Regions from separate parts of the Mus musculus genome. Here region 2 is linked to region 1. A link is a contact called in public HiChIP or PLAC-seq data. All regions are on one chromosome and are shown on one strand. Each heading gives the region's core, a stretch centred on a gene start, on an enhancer-like site or on the middle of the called end of the contact. The rest is flanking DNA. Distances are from core to core; before and after follow the strand shown. Region 1 holds the start of Ciart (circadian associated repressor of transcription). Region 2 has its middle 21 kb from the start of Vps45.

The links. HiChIP or PLAC-seq counts read pairs in DNA pulled down with a chosen protein or histone mark.
Region 2: a contact with region 1 is called in an HNF4G HiChIP or PLAC-seq map of pancreatic cancer cells. The contact joins the enhancer-like site here to the promoter of Ciart in region 1. A contact is called at or near these places in 3 of 39 promoter capture datasets (cranial neural crest, neural stem cells and pre-B cells), 1 of 15 datasets of contacts at CTCF or cohesin (CD8 T cells), 8 of 115 datasets of contacts at active chromatin or transcription factors (the HPC-7 cell line, acute myeloid leukemia, bone marrow-derived macrophages and 3 more) and 2 of 9 other capture datasets (adipose tissue and pancreatic islet).

The regions. Positions count from the first base shown.
Region 1 is chr3:95,879,165-95,883,680 of GRCm38.p6, reverse strand. It overlaps Ciart (circadian associated repressor of transcription), which reads left to right and starts at 1,453. Exons shown (of 6, transcript NM_001033302.2): 1 at 1,453-1,526; 2 at 2,092-2,500; 3 at 2,623-2,698; 4 at 2,968-3,046; 5 at 3,161-3,272. The coding sequence starts at 2,156. The region is part of intron 1 of C920021L13Rik (RIKEN cDNA C920021L13 gene); the gene reads right to left.
Region 2 is chr3:96,077,272-96,081,908 of GRCm38.p6, reverse strand. No RefSeq gene overlaps it. Among named protein-coding and RNA genes, the nearest start is that of Vps45, 21 kb to the right of the region's middle. Within about 2 kb of position 3,263, at least 16 of the 459 cell types and tissues checked have an H3K27ac peak or open chromatin away from gene starts, as enhancers often do. A contact at or near this core is called in pancreatic cancer cells, where this site is marked.

The DNA of each region.
Region 1 (4,516 bases), core at 204-2,703:
AACAGAGACTATCACAGATAACAGGTTCATTCTGAGACTGTAATTCTAACTCTATTTTTGTTTCTTTTCTTTTCCTGAGGGTCCCATGTGGCTCGGGTTGGTCTTGAACTGATCTCCTTGCATCCATCCCTCAGGATTACAGAAGGCATGAGCCACCACATCTAGATTACTTATATTTTATTTGATATTGTCTTGAAATTGTGTTTGGGGAAACAGTGCTGAGGTTTAATTTAGAAATCCTTTTCCTTTTTCTAAAATAACCACATTGCTAAATATAAGTAAAAAAGCATTAGAACATATTTAAAATAACCACACGTTCTCCAAACCATGACTTAGATCCCTGTCCAACTTTTCTTTTAGTAAGACTGGGGGGGTGGGGGGGTGGTAGTGTCTGTTCTCTCGACCCTAATCAGAACTAGAGTGCCCCCTTGCGACTCCTCTGCTTCAGTCGACAGGGTCCTCCTCGCCATCGTTTCCTTTTACAGTGACTTGGTGCAAGGGATGCTAAGGTCTGTTGGTGACTCTCTAAACTCTTGACTCGCTTTTTTCCTTCCTCAACGTTTCCCCAGTTTTCTCCCAGGAACAAATAAACTGAAGCCAGATAAAGCCATAAGCTTGAGGAGCAAAGATCTACTCTGCTCTGTTCCCAGTACTGAGAATCAGAGAATTCTGAGTGAAGGGTCCGAAGGGCCCGGGGCAGAAAAGTCAGGGACAAGTTCGGCTATGACCTCTAGAATCTTGGCGGGCTGGCATCCGAGCTGGGAACGTGCGTGGCAAGTTATGTAAGAACCGGCTGGAGAAGCTGCGCGGCGGGAGCCCCGGAGAGGACGCGGTGTTCCAGCCGCAGTCCCCACCCTCCTCGCCCAGCAGGGCAGGAGGCACCCAACTTGGTGGCGAGGAGGGGAGGATGAAAGAGTGGGGAGTCACGAGGGCGAGCCGCCGACAAGGGAACGGATGCCCGGCGTCACACGTCCGTTGTCACACACGTTGCGGACACGAGTTGCTGAGGGCTCCCACGTGCTGCGCCCGTGCGCGGAGGCGCTCAGAGGGGCCCACGTCCCGAGGCGCCACCTCCGTGGCTCGGCCCCGCTCTGTACACTCCAGCCGTGCGTCTCCCGCGCAGTGCTGTCCTATTTAAGGCTATGAGCTCCACCCTTTTCCGCCCCTTCCTTAATTTTCACTTTTTTCCATCCTCCTTTTTTATCACCCGAGGAGCCGCATGTACGGGCGGAGCATGGACTGCTTCCCTTCCAGCCAATCACCACTTGGCTGCCTCTCTATTGGCCGAGCCCCCGCGTGCCGTAGCAAATGGGCTGTGAGCGTCTGCATCTAGAGTCACGTGTTGCCGGTAAGCTATCCAATGAGAGCACAAGGTCTGTGTACGCAGGGGGAGGCACGTGCAGAACCGCACGTGTCTGGGAGGGGGAAGGGGCGGGACCCACAGAGTGAGGCGGAGGTGGGTCGGCTAGACCAGCACAGACAGTGAAGAAGCTGCATACCGACCGGGGCTGAACCGACAGACCCAGGTAAGCGGACGAGAGCCAAGCGCTCTCCGGAAGACGACCCGGATGGGGTGGGCATGGAAGACCGCAGATCGGGGTGTTGGGAGGTATTGCATCACCTGGCAGGCGCGACCGTAGACTGACCAGCGCAGTGCACCTGATGGTGAAGGATGCGAAAGCGGTGGAGCCGGGTGTCTATGGGGCCGGAACTCTAGGGACCTGAGGTGGGTTCTGGTGCGCAGAGCAGCCTCTAGCGGGTGTCGTTTTTAGGTCGATAGGCTCCCTATGAGGTCTGGCCGGGAACAGCCCAGAACTGCAGGCTGAGGGGAAGGTGTAAAGTCGGTTATTCACCCAAGGGAAGAAAGGCTGTGTAGGGTCAAGAGCTCTGTGTGGGCTGGCGGTCTAGATTTTGAATGCGGCTGGAAGAGCAAGTTTTTTTTTTTTTTCCTTTCTTTCTTGTTTCTATTGAGAACGGAAAAACAATAAAACAAAGCGAAAACCATGTTACTCTGTTTAGAATGCCCCAGTCTCCCAGTCCCTTTCCTAATTCTTTGACTCTGATTTCAGACTCCCTCGCTTTGCTTTTCAGTTGCAGGTTCTGATCTTTGGTACTACGGGAGCTGCTCTTCAGCCCCTCTCCTGCTCCTGGACCTATGGATTCTCCATCTAGTGTTTCTTCTTATTCCTCCTCCTCCCTCTCCCCATCATTTTCCACGTCCTCTGTGAACAGTGACTTTAGCTTCCCTTCTGATAACGAGAGGGAGGGCAAGGGCACCCATGAGCTCAGGCCAGACACTGTGGGTCAGAGAGGAGGTTCCAGGCCCAGTCCAGGCCCTATCCGCTGCAGACATCGACCCAGGGTTTCTAGTAACCAACATACAGCACCTCATCTGGAACAGCAAGGATCTGAAGTCAAGAGATCAAGAGACGGTGAACAGGAGACGAGTCTGAACACCCAAGGATGTACTACAGAGGGAGATCTGCTCTTTGCTCAAAAGGTAACAGAAAGCAGAAAAGATAGTGCAGTGGCAAACACCTAATTGGTTGACAAGGACCTGCCAGTTACATCACAGCAGAAAAACCACTGCTGGTCTCAAAGTCTTGTGCTGTTTTTCTACAGTGTAAAGAACTCCAAGGGTTCATACGGCCCCTCACAGACCTACTGAACGGACTCAAGATGGGTCGCTTTGACAGAGGTAATAATCTGATTAATTAATTATATTTCTGGGGGTAGCCCCCCTTCTCTGAGTGAAATCTTACATTTCTCTTTGGGGCATGGGCTATTCTGTTTGCATCTGTAACTTAATTTCTTCATGTGAATTCATTTGAACCCCATCTGTCTCTGTATTTCCTTTACATTTACCTCAGTCCCCACCTCTGCTGTTTCCCTCAATGCTGGGAGTGAACCTACAGCTGAGCTGTGTACATCCCACGCCCTCTAATCACCCTCCCTCTTTCACCCTAGGATTAAGTAGCTTCCAACAGAGTGTGGCCATGGACCGGATCCAGCGCATAGTGGGTGTTTTACAGAAGCCTCAGATGGGGTGAGTCTCCCTCTTTCCTTCATTCCCTCCTCAGTATCTTATTGAGGGAGGCCTGTACAGTTCTCCCTGTTTCTTTTTTCATAGTTGACTTTTAAAATATCCTTTTTTTCACAGAGAACGTTATCTAGGAACCTTGCTGCAGGTGGAAGGGATGTTAAAGACTTGGTTTCCTCACATAGCTGCCCAGAAGTCATCCTCAGGAGGTAGCCGGCACCAGATAAGCAAGGTATGCCCCTAAAGACCAAGGGAGAGACTGGGAGAAGACCCAGGCCCCGACTGTCTGGAGAACGTCTCCCTTCCAGGTGCCTTCCCTTTTCCCTCCCAGGGAAGGGCTGTCTGTCTGACTTGGCACATTACTGTGAGTTTTAGATTTCGTCTCGATGTTGGCTCTATTCTGTTGAGATCTCACGAAATTTACCCCTGCCCTCCTGTCAAAGCTGTCTGCTTCCTGAAGGCTTTTTTTTTTCTGTTTTTTTCGAGACAGGGTTTCTCTGTGTAGCCCTGGCTGTCCTGGAACTCACTCTGTAGACCAGGCTGGCCTCTAACTCAGAAGTCCGCCTGCCTCTGCCTCCCGAGTGCTGGGATCAAAGGCATGCACCACCATACCTGGCTTACAGAAGGCTTTTAATCTGGCCAAATGACTCACAAGAAGATGCCTCCATTTTTCTCTTCTTGACCTCCCCCCAAAACCCTCCCCCTCTCCATCTTTTGACTTCTATCAACATAACTTTAAACCTTACATAGTGAGTTTCTCTTTCTTTCTCCCTCTCTTTCTTTCTTCCTTTCCTTTCCTTTCCTTTCCTTTCCTTTCCTTTTCTTTTCTTTCCTTTCCTGTTTGTTTGAAAACAGGGTTTCTCTGTGTAGTGGCTGACCTGCAACTTGTTCTGCAGACCTGGCTAGCCTTAAACTCAGAGATGCATGTGCCTCAGCTTCCCGAGTGTTCAGATGAAAGGTGTGCATCATCATGCCCAGCTAAATCCACTAAAGCTTCTAGTGATATGAAAATGACTGACTGAAAGATTAACAGGATCATGCCTCATAAAGAACTAAACACGGGAAATGAGACCTTTCACACAGAAATTAAAGAAAAGAAAATTAAATTAAAGTCATTTCAATTTCTCTGGCTGGTGGTGTGGTTTATGAGACTGCTTTTCTGCCACTTAGTAGGTCCTGGGTTTGATTTAAAGAAGTCGAACAGGAATCACTGTATAAATAATGAGAGCCATGGGGCTCTTTTTATCTTGTCTGTTTCTAGTAGCCTCATACTGTCTGTTACAGAGTAGCCTCCAACTTTGTGTTAGGTAGATGGGAGCATTACTTGATTGCTGAAATTTTTACTTCATCATCACCTGGCAGAACACACCTGTTGCACAAACGTTTGTTTGCACTGTACAATGAGTCCTCAAGGGAAGCAAAGGTCTGTGCTTAAGTGAAACTCATGTGTAAGCTTTGTTAACTCCTGGTTTTGCA
Region 2 (4,637 bases), core at 2,014-4,513, 200 kb before region 1:
TAGCTGACAGTTGTAATAACACCCTTCTCTTCCTGTGACTGAAATGGTCTCTGCTTTGTCTCCTTCGAGCAGCCTCCACAGAACTGCTGGCCAATAGCGATAACAGCAGGCACTCTTGTTGCCTGGCCTTCTGATGTCTCAAAATCAAATATAGCGTTTATGCTTGTCTTATTCAGGGTCTCTATTCCTGCACAAACATCATGACCAAGAAGCAAGTTGGGGAGGAAAGGGTTTATTCGGCTTATACTTCCATGCTGCTGTTCATCACCAAAGGAAGTCAGGACTGGAACTCAAGCAGGTCAGGAAGCAGGAGCTGATGCAGAGGCCATGGAGGGATGTTCTTTACTGGCTTGCCTCTCCTGGCTTGCTCAGCCTGCTCTCTTATAGAACCCAAGACTGCCAGTCCAGAGATGGCACCACCCACAAGGGGACCTCCCCCTTGATCACTAATTGAGAAAATGCCTTACAGTTGGATCTCATGGAGGCATTTCCCCAACTGAAGCTCCTTTCTCTGTGGTAACTCCAGCTGTGTCAAGTTGACACAAAACTAGTCAGTACAATGCTTTTAATAAGAAGGGCTGGAGAAGTGTCTCAGAGGTTAGGAGTACATGCTATAATTCCAGAGCATCTGAGTTTCTTTCCCAGAACCCACCTCAAGCAGGTCACAACTGCCTGTAGCTTTAGCTGTAGGGGGATCCAGCACCATCTTCTGGCCTCTGTGGGTACTTGCGGGTGCATGCACACATACATACACAATTTAAAGGGAAGCTTTTGTTATTGTTTTGTGGGAGGAGGTTGTTGTTGTTTTGTGATTTGTTTGGGGCTTTTTGGGTTGGTTTGTTTGGGATGTTGTTGTTGTTGTTGTTGTTGTTGTTGTTGTTGTTGTTGTGTTTTGAGACAGGATGATCTCACTATGTATCCCTGGCTATCCTGGAAATAACTTCCTATATAGACCAGCCAGGCCTCAAACTCCTGGAGAGCCACCTGCCTCTGCCTTCCTCGTGTCGGGATCCAAAGTATGTACTACCATACCTGACAAGAAAAGTTTTGTATAAGTGGTTCAGTGAGATGAGGAGAGGGCCTTATTCTGCTACAGTAACTTTTATTGGGACAGAAGTTAAATTTCATCTTTTTAAAATTGCATTACAATATATTCTTGGTTTCTTTCTTTCTTTCTTTTTCTTTTTTTTTCCCCTCATTACAGTGAACATATTCTCCAATTTCAACTATACTTATAACCTGGGATTAACCCTGCTTGATTAATAACAATTAGTTCAAAAAAATATGTGCACCTGTCATGTGCCCGGCACTTTTCTTGATAGCTGTGATATATTAGGGAGCTGGTGATAGTTCAAAAGATAAGTTTGGGCCTGTTGTTCTTTTATCCATTGCAGAATATTAATCTTCATAAATGAAGTTGACTTGTTTTCTTTTCTTTGATACTATACCTGTATGCCTTCTTTTCAATGTTAGTTTAACTTAAATAGATACAAATGTTTAATTGCTTTCTATGCTATACACATGTATACATAGCAAATGAATTTATCTTTTTTGTTTTTCTTTTTTAAAAACAGATTTATTTACTTATTTCACGTATGTGAGTACACTGTCTCTGTCTTCAGACACACCAAAAGAAGGCATCGGATCCCCATTACAGATGGTTGTGAGCCACCATGTGGTTGCTGGAAATTGAACTCAGGACCTCTAGGAAGAGCAGCCAGTGCTCTTAACTGCTGAGCTATCTCTCCAGCCCTTGTTTTCCTTTTTTGGGATAGGGTCTCATGTAGCCCAAGCTAGCCTCCAGCACAACATCTGGCTACATTTAATCTGAACTCTCACTCTCCTGCCTCCACCCTCTAAGTGCTGGGTTGGAGGTTTGTGACACCACCCCTGTTCTATACAGTGCTAGGGCCCAACCCAGGGCTCCCTGCATGTAAAGTAGTACTCTACCACCTGAGCTGCAGTCCCAGAGAAACAGATCTTTTTCTTAGAGGTTTTCTATAATGTATCCATAAAGTCATTTAGACCTGGAACAATTCTCCTTGCTTTAATAAATAATACTAGTTATTATTGTTATAGTAGCAGCAGCAGCAGCAAACATTTAGCTGTGCTCCATGGCACATTCCTATAGTCATAGAACTTGGAAGGTAAAGGGAGGAGGACCAGAGACTCAAGGCCATCCACAGCTAAATAGTGAGCTGTATGAGACCTTTGCTTTTAAAAGGTTTAAAATAGGGGCTGGAGAGGGAGATTAGCTGTTATTTACTATTCTTTCAAAGGATTCGAGTTTAGTTCCCAGCACCCACGCCTGGAGGCTCAAAATTGCCTGTAACTCCAGCTCCAATGAAATTAACACCCTCTCCTGGACTCTGTACCCACCTGTTCACACACCACACTCACTCACACACACCCACAAAATTACACACACTCATATACACACACAAAATCACACACACACTCACACACACACACACCCTGGGTTTGAGTAGTGGGATTTTTGTTTGTTTGTTTGTTTTGTTTTGTTATTGTTTGATATTTTTGTTTTTGAGACTGAGTCAGGTTTGTATCCAAAGTTGGCCTCAAACTCAGCATCTCCCTGACTCAGACCTGCCCCTGCCCCTGCCCCCAGCACTGAAATCAGAAGGCTTGCACCACCCTTTCTTTTTCAGAGATGTTGGTGGGGTGCTTGCTTGCTGGCTTGCTTGGGTTTTTTCTTTGTGTGGTTGGTTTGGCTTTGGTTTTGCCCTGTTTGTTAGAGTGCATGTCTGTTTTATTGACTTTTTCCCACCTTTCAAGTTGGCAACATTTCTACTGTTGCACCGCCTTTGCTTCACTTTCGTTTAGTTATCTATTTTTATTACACTCACTTATTCTGTGCTGAAGGGGTATATCCACGCTGCAGCAAGCTTGTAGAGGTCAGAGGGCAACTTTTAGAAGTTGGTTTTCTCCTTCCACCAGGAGGATTCCAGGGATCAGAGTCAGGAGGTCAGACTTGGCAGAGAGCCCCTTTCCCTGCAGAGTCATCCAGCTGGACTTGTTTTGTTATTTGCTTGTTTTTTTTAACTTTTTATTGAGTCTTTGAATTTCACATGATGCCTCCCATACTCATCTCCCCTTCCTTCCATACCTGTCTTCTGTCCCTGCAACTTCTCCCCAAAAGAAAAAAAAAAAATCTCAATGTAGAAGCTGCAGTGGGTCACAGTGTGTCCCTCAGTATACCCTTTTGCCCACACAGTTTTCCTTGCAAATATTCATTGCAATGAGTCATCATTGGTCTGGTTCAAGGCCTCTGGTTTCTACAACACTATCAATACTGGATCCTCACCAGGACTCCTCTAGGATATCCTGTTGTTGCCCTGTGTCATGGAGATCCAGCAGCTTTGGGTCTGCAGGACCAGCTCCATCACTTACTCTAGCAGATGGGGCAAGCCAGCTTGTAGCCTTGGGTCTGGATCTGGGTGGTAGACCAGCTGGTCAGCCACGAGTTCTCCTGCACCCACACCACCAGGTGAAGTGCAGGCTACTCTCCAGCACACTAGCCACTGCAGGGCTCGCCTGTGCCCCACCACCATCAGGACCAGCTCTGCTGCCCAGGCAAGGTGCAGTGTCTGCTCTCCCGAGTCCTGCAGTGGGCAAGGGGTGGGGCCGGCTTTTTGCAGCCCTCAGACATCAACCTGGCCCTAGACGAGAGCCCAGACCAGGTATATCCCCATGGCATTTGGTGGCAATATGGGACACTGATACCAACACAGACCCCTGCTGTTGCAAGACCACAGACGGAGACCTGGCTCTCAACAGCAGTATAGGCTGGGACATCACCATGTCCACTTACTGTTCCTCACCACCCTCCTGTCTCCTGTTCCACCCCTCTTCACAGTGCACAAACCATTCTGCTTCTCTTCCTCGCCCATCTCTCTACCACATACTTGCTCATGATAGTGGTGCCCACCCCTCGCTGTGTGGCAGGTGGACCTCTGGGTATCTTCCCCTTGTTTTGTTTTAAATACCACTTTCTATATGCTAAACGGTTCTGCTTTGGTATGTCTTCAGTGCTGTCTTTAACTGTAATCTTCATTTACCCTTTAATAGGAGAACTCCATTTTCTCTTGTAGCTACTGGTTAGTGCTATGTTTCCCCACCCACTACCCTCACACTCATTTTTTTTTTTTAAAGATTCATTTATTTATTATATGCAAGTACACTGTAGCTGTCTTCAGACACCCCAGAAGAGGGCATCAGACCTCATCACAGATGGCTGTGAGCCACCATGTGGTTGCTGGGATCCGAACTCCGGACCTTCGGAAGAGCAGTCGGGCGCTCCCACCCACTGAGCCATCCCACCAGCCCCCCTCACACTCATTTTAAGACACTCTTTAAGCCCGCCTGCATCCCCTGGGCTGAGAATCAGCAGGCCTTCCCCTGTTGCTGATCTCTGGATAGGTCTCTGCCTTGTAAAGGTCATTTTACACATTTGCCCTTCCTGTTCAGTTGATACCTTAAAAGATGTTCTGAGGCCTCTTATCCTGGCATTTGAAACAATAGTTCTCCAAGGAAGAGCCTTCAGCCTTTGCATCTGCACCACCAGTGGCATTAGTTAAAAACAGTTTCCTGGGCGCCATCTAAAAATCTATTATGCT